Regions from separate parts of the Gossypium hirsutum genome. Here region 1 is linked to region 2. The links are chromatin contacts, called in public Hi-C maps. All regions are on one chromosome and are shown on one strand. Each heading gives the region's core, a stretch centred on a gene start, on an enhancer-like site or on the middle of the called end of the contact. The rest is flanking DNA. Distances are from core to core; before and after follow the strand shown.

Region 1 (3,451 bases), core at 487-2,986, 480 kb before region 2:
GCGTAGTTACCTTTTAGTGTGTAAAAGATTCAACTAGATTACAAGGAAAATTTAGTTTTATCAAATTACACAAGGCAATTCAACAAATAATCAACCATGAAAAGCTGCGAAAATATGGTATCATTCACTAACAAATTCAACATTCACAGCAATGCAAGTGAAAGTCACCAATGTCACCACCGAAAAGCCTTTAGATACAAATTTTAATCATCCCATCAGAAAAGATTACCAAACATAACAAACTGAAACAGAAGGTATTGTTCTTCACAAGAATGCAAGTAAAAGTCAACCGATATCAACACTTAAAATCCTTTAGGCAAACAAGCTTCAATCATCCCATCAGAACAAATAATCAAACATGGCAAGCTACATCATAGAATATATTATTGACTATCCTAATTCAAATGTTCACCACAATGTAAATACAAGAAATGAAAGCAATAAACATGAAACACTATGTAACCATCTTACCCTCTGTGACAACTGAGCCTTTATCTTCCACCTTCCCTAACTCACCACCTAAGTTAAGTTCCTCATATTTCTCACTCCCTCTCTCATTTCTCTCTGAAACAGCGGTAATAGTAGAATTCCCATTAGTATCCACCACAGAATTCTGTATTTCTTTGGCCACCTCTACCCTATGCCCCTTAAAGCCAAAGCCAAACCTTTTAAAATCCTTTCCCCCAACTTTCCCATGATCACAATGCCTTTGCCTCCATCTCCAGGCCACCTGTTGAAGAGCATAGGAAACCTCAGCAATCGAAAAGTACTGCTGCATATGAAGCACGGGGTTCCAGTGACATCTCCTTTGCTGAATGCAAGCTATGACGGCTTCATACTCCCCAACTTCCCCGACCTCACGCAAATGATGACAAAGGGAGTCAATCATAGCATTGGCTGCTGCGAATTCACCCCGCAACCAATAGATAAAGCCATCACGCTCATCGGGAAACCAATTCCGATAATGGTGCTGGTTGAACTCTGCACCTCCTCCTCCTCCTCCTGCTGCTGCTGCTGCTGCACCGCCAACGGCTCCAGCATCACCACCTGCGCCGCCAGCTACTGCAGCTGAAGGAGCAGGAAACTGCTTTTTATCTGATAAAACTGCATTTCCCGATGGCACTGCCATTGAGGAAAAAGAAAAAACGCTCCCAAACCGATAAAAAAATTAAACTGCTAAAACAACGTATATAAATTAAAAATACCCAAAAACAGATCTAATTAGCTTAAATCCCGCAGAATCCAACGTGATCACGTAAAATCACAAACAAATTTTTTTTAACTTAACTTAATCCAACTTCAAAATAGAAATATATAGTGAAAAAATATTAAAAACTGGGTCTTTATTTACTTTTTAAAGGTTTAAGCCGATCTAAAGGATTGGTTTAGTTTAGTCAGATCTGGAAAAATGGGAACTTTGCTTTGGTTGTGCGCAGATTGTGAAAACGCAAGCAATTTAGGGTTTGGGTATCTGGTTCTTGGAAAGAAAAACAAGAAGGGCCTTTGTCACAGTGAAAGAGATCACGGCTTGGCTTATCGATGACGCATAAAGATGCGTTTTTATAGTAGCTAAAATCCAACAAAACTTCCTTCCCTCACCAGGGATCGATTATCGTACCACATACGAATATTCTTCTTCAATTTCTAAGGTGAATTTTGGTGTTTTAATTCACGTCTGAGAAAAGTTCGAATGTCTTGGGTTGAGTTCTAACTTTGGGCTTTTTGCGGAGGTTAACCTCTTAGCATTAAACCGCTTTTGGTTGGTCGAATTTTAAATTAATTTCGTAACTACATTATCTTTTATAATAAAATTATAACAATATAATATTATAAGATAAAAAGTTATCTTGTTTAGTTCATTTAATTAGAATTTAAGATATAAGTGTTTGATTGACAAAATGTAAAATTATTTAAAAATAAATTTACTATATTATCATTATAAATTTTTTGTTTTTGTAAGTTCACTACTTTGAACATTTTTTAGTCTTAAGATAAACTTAATTATGAAATTTATTTATATAATTTGTCATTTAATTATTGTAGAGGAATTGGTTGCTTTTCATAAGAAAAGAGAAATAAAACTAAAAATTTTACCAAAGTAATTGTGATATATATTATATATTTTGATATCAGTATTAAAATTGCAATATCCTTTGATAAATACAAATATTTTTTGTTTCTTATTCGCAAGTTCAATCAATAAGCACTGATAATTTGGAAAGTGTTTATTTGCTTTTATATATATATAGACTAAATCAATTTTTTATTATTTTTGAAAAATATAATATAATTTTATTATATGTTATTTAAAAATTTTAAAAATTATAAAAAGTTAAAATTCAATTTTTTCAGGCTCCTACCAACCCTAACTTTTTCACTATACATAGCTACACAATTTGTCAAATGGAATAAATTTATATTTTTCTCAAATTATAGATGGTTCATGTTGTAGGCCTTTTTTAATTAATAAGGTGTTAGGCCAATTTTAAAATTAATTAAAAAAATAGGCATATTTAAATGAAAAATGTGTTCAATTGGTCAAGCTTTTTGTACAGGTGTCAAGAAAATTCGTCTAGCTGGACGCGTTTCTAGCAATGGCTTTTTTAATACTACTGCACTAATGGTAAAAATTATATACCAACGTTTAATTTTTTTTACCCTATAAATACCCTCAAATTTCATTTTTTTTTCATTCACATCCATCTCTCAATATTCTCAAACTCTCTTCGTTTTAAATTTTTCGATATTTTAATTTTAAAATATTATCTTTTTTAATTATCTCATTTTTATTCATTCAAATCGATTTCTCACGAATGACCACCTCTCTAATCCGCTTCGACAACAAGCGTATTTTCACCGCCCAATTAGCAATGGTAAGCCGAAAATTTAAATTTCATTAATTTCATTAATGTTAAATTTATTTTTTAATTTGAAATTGTTTTATTGTGTAAATAGGCAGATGATTATGTTCTGGAGGGCTTTATTCATAATATTGGAAAGTTTGCGATCCTTGAAATTCGTAGCCACTTGCAAGCGGCTGGATTCTTACATGCATCTCGTATGTCCAAGGACTGCAAACTCGATTTGGCACTATCAACGCGTTGGTGGAAAGATGGAGGCCGAAAACAAACAATTTTCACCTTCCATGGGACTAGTATACAATCACACTCAAAGATGTAACGTTACAACTCGGTCTATCAATGGATGGGCCAGTTATCACGGAATCAACGACCGTTCTGAGCAAAGTGGGTTCCTACCAATCACTGTTGAGGAAGGTCTCAGACAAGTTCGAAGGTGGTCAAATATCAATAAATTAGTTGAAGAATAATTTCAACGACCTCCTTAAAGACCTTGAAGATTGAACGGAGGAGCTCATAGCACAATATGCCCGAGCATACATCATGAGGTTAATTGGGGGCATTTTAATGCTTAATAAATCTCGAAATTTGGT
Region 2 (3,797 bases), core at 41-2,540:
ATTTTTACATTATCTACATTATCAATATAACATATTTAAAATTCATATATACTTACAATTCTTGTCGATAATAACTTTTTTTTATGAAAAGTTGATAATAACTTTAAACTTGCAAAACAAATCAATAATATAACCACCTAATTAATTTAAATTAAGTTGATGGAGCTTGCCTAAATTTAAAAAAATTCCATCAATGTATTCCGTAAATAAATTCATTTTTTGGGTGGTTTGGGAAATTTTTCAGATTTTTTTACAATTTTTGGGTAATTTTCGGAAGTGTGGGGAGATGGGTTTTTTTGGAGTGAATGGTTGTATTTTTTTTTGGACGTGAAGTTAAATGGGCTTAGGGTGGGGGGTTTATGGGAGGTTGGTTTTAATTAGGTTAATTGGGGTGTTTATTAGATTTAATGTTGGGGAGTCAGGAGTTTTTGGGGGTAAGTGGCCGAGTAGTTGGGGAGCCCCAAATCCGCACTATTCCCTACAGCGTGATTAATAAGGTCTTATATTGATTCCAACGCCAAAATCGACACCAACCCTTCCGATTTGTGTCTGGTTAAATCGAAATTTTTATTTACTATTAGTAAACATATCATTTTAATAAATAAATATTATTTTGATAAAAAAATATTAATATATATTATTTTAATAATTTTTCCTTTAATTTTATCTCTAAAATTGTCTTTGATTTTGAAGTGATATAAAAAAAATTAAACTATATTCAAAGGTTATTAAATTATTTGTAAATTTATATTTTGATCACTCAATTTTAAAAAAATTATAAAATAGTCATTGAACTATTTGAAAGTTTTTATTTAAATTACTTGTTATTAAGTTTTTTTTTAAAGTTGGGTAGCAAGATCTAGGCAAAGATTTAACGACTCGTAGGGTGGATCAATACCCATCGACAAGTAAAAGAACGTACCTTAGTTTCAAGTGGATCTAATGGTCAGTGTCAAATATCGGAAAAAAAAGCTATTTGAATTTTAATTCATAGATTGATGACATTTAAAAATATTTCATAAAAAATTGAATTATAGAATAGAATGGAAATGGTAACTTTTGATTGATGCAGCAGTGTAAACAGGGAAGGCCTTACAATAACGATTTACTAGCTTAGTGATTTAAATGAAAACTTTCAAATAGTTCAGTGATTATTTTATAGTTTTTTGAAGTTGAATTACCAAAATATAAACTTACTAATAGTTTAGTTACTTTGGGTGAAATTTACCCTATAATGAGCGGGTCGGATCCAGATCTAATGAAATAGGGTTATGTTGTGGATCGTAATCAAACCATAAACAAGTACAAGTTGTGGGTTCGGGTCAAAAAGTCCGAGTTTCTCCAACTTTCTCGCCTCTCACTTGCTTCCTCGTGTTGCTCATCTTCAGTAAGCAGTTACCGTTATGTCCAGTTCCCTTTTTCTTAAAATCTAGAAACCCTAATTTGTAATAACTGTCTCTCTATCTATTTTAGGGTAATTAGGCTTTAGAGTGGCTACTATTTGGGGGAATTAGGTGAATTGAAGGCATGGGTCGATCGAGGACAGTCTCTCGTCCAACTGAAGAGGATCTCAATCAAAGGTCTTCCCTTTTTTATGTTCTTAATTTCATTTATTTTCTCAGCTGTTCCGTTCAAAGATCTTGTTTTCAGTTGAAAATTCGCCCTTTCTTCTGTAGATCCAAAAGGAAAAAGACTGCGTCTGGTAGTGTCGAAAATGTAGAGCTTCCATCAGCAGGTATGACGAAATTTAGGGTCCCCTTTGATTGGTATTTTTATTATTTAATCTTTCTAAAGCTTGTTAGTTGCAAAAGGGATAATAGTAAAATTTTAATAATAAATATATGGTTTTACTTTTATTGATAATAAAATGCACGATTCTACTTTTATATAGAATGATTGCATTTCCAGATAGGGTTGTATTTTAACTATTAGCTCCTATTTTTATCACAAGTAGTTTTACTTTTACTTGGTTAGAAACTTAAGTTTATTTGGAAAAAGAAATAACAAGAAATCGAGTAGAAGTATCAAATCGAACTGAGCCCTAATAAGATGTAACTGGTTTAGCAATGCAATTCTTTTAAGTTTTGAAGTCTTACTTCCTCTTTTTTTTTTTTTCTTAAAGTGATGACCTTTATGGATGATATTGCGTTTATTGGTTTATTTTGCTCATCTCCATTGATTCCATTTCTTTCAATAAGGTCTTGGGCAAGTACCGAGTGAAGCAAAAGGGCCAGCATTGTATCATTGTAATTATTGTAACAAGGATCTTTCTGGAATGGTTCGGATTAAGTGTGCAGTTTGTCCAGATTTTGATCTTTGTGTCGAATGCTTTTCTGTTGGAGCTGAAATTACTCCTCACAAGTGCAATCATCCATACAGGGTTATGGTTAGTCACCTTCTTTCTATTTACAATTTCCTTTTTCATTTTAGCAATTGAAGGTTATAGCATGATCGCTGATGGTTAACCAAAGTAAAGTATACTAGAGCTTTTGAAAAAAGTCTAAGGAACATGGTTACATAGGTCTTAAGTGAGTTAAAAACAATTTTGTTTTCTGTTCAATACCAATGGCATTTTTTGCTGAACCATATGTTTCATGCGTTTTATTACAACTGCATCCTACAACCTCTCCCTTTCTGTTCTATGCTAGAAAATCTTATTCACCTCTCCTGGAACCTCACTTTGGTGGGACATAACTTGGTGATTACCATCTGTGAATTTGTTTACTAACTGGGTCATCAATTGCTGTCATTCTTTTCATCATCTATGCTATTGCCGTCAGTAATTCTCATAATAAATGATTCCAAACATAGTTTTTCCCCATTTTGCTATTGGTTGGAGTATGCATTTTAATGTTCTTCCATGCAGGACAATTTGTCTTTCCCACTTATTTGTCCAGACTGGAATGCGGATGAGGAGATATTGCTTCTTGAGGTATTCCTATGTACTATCTTGCACTTTTAGGGGTATTTGATTTTTTATTGTTGATTGATCGCATATCTGGCAACTTCTGCTTATCCTCTTTTGTATTCCATTGGATTTGATGGTTAGAGGATGCATGCCTTATTTTCAGGCGATTGAAATGTATGGATTTGGGAATTGGGCTGAAGTTGCAGAACATGTTGGAACCAAGAGCAAATCACAATGTATTGATCACTATAATGCTATATACATGAACTCTCCTTGTTTTCCTCTCCCAGTAAGACTTGTGTTATAATCTTGGATTTGAAGACATTACCTACACAAGCACTTGCTAATGCAGAAGCACGTAAAATAAGCATACAATTTTCTAGTAATAATAATTATATTCCATGGTTATTTTCTCAGGACTTGTCTCATGTTATGGGAAAGAGCAGAGAAGAGCTCCTTGCTATGGCCAAAGGGAATGGTCTAGTCAAAAAAGGTTAGACTAAACCCTTTCAAGTAAATCCCGGTTGCTAAATTTTTGCTATCGAGATGACTTTTTCTGGCTGTTTTCCTTCCCAAAGTGATTTTTGTTTTGACTGGATCACTTTCTTTTTTCTTCTGGGAACAAGGTTGATCTGCAAATCGTCAATATTCTTGTTTGTCTGATTCGGTTTATCAGAATATTCTTGTCCTATTTTTGCATGTGCTTTAATGAAATGAATTTGCTAAGACTAAATGGTTATTTATGCAGAGTTCACCACACATGGTGAGCTTACCCTGAAACAAGAGTCTCCTGCTGGTGCAAAAGTCAAGTAAATGTCTTCCCTGTTGAATCTTTTCTGTTTTCTTTTTTTTTCCTGCTTTTATTTAAATTTTTATATTTATATGTTAA

The links. A called contact is a pair of places that touch in the nucleus more often than the background predicts.
Region 1: a contact with region 2 is called in a Hi-C map of leaf, with 2.0 times the contacts expected there. The contact joins the promoter of LOC107957197 here to the promoter of LOC107957206 in region 2. A contact is called at or near these places in 2 of 34 Hi-C or Micro-C datasets (both in leaf).

The regions. Positions count from the first base shown.
Region 1 is chrA05:46,656,557-46,660,007 of Gossypium_hirsutum_v2.1, reverse strand. It overlaps LOC107957197 (RNA demethylase ALKBH10B), which reads right to left and starts at 1,736. Exons shown (of 7, transcript XM_041114152.1): 1 at 472-1,736. The coding sequence starts at 1,129.
Region 2 is chrA05:46,175,740-46,179,536 of Gossypium_hirsutum_v2.1, reverse strand. LOC107957206 (transcriptional adapter ADA2a) reads left to right here and starts at 1,290. Exons shown (of 14, transcript XM_016892662.2): 1 at 1,290-1,387; 2 at 1,474-1,580; 3 at 1,677-1,735; 4 at 2,199-2,386; 5 at 2,867-2,932; 6 at 3,072-3,197; 7 at 3,326-3,401; 8 at 3,657-3,717. The coding sequence starts at 1,528.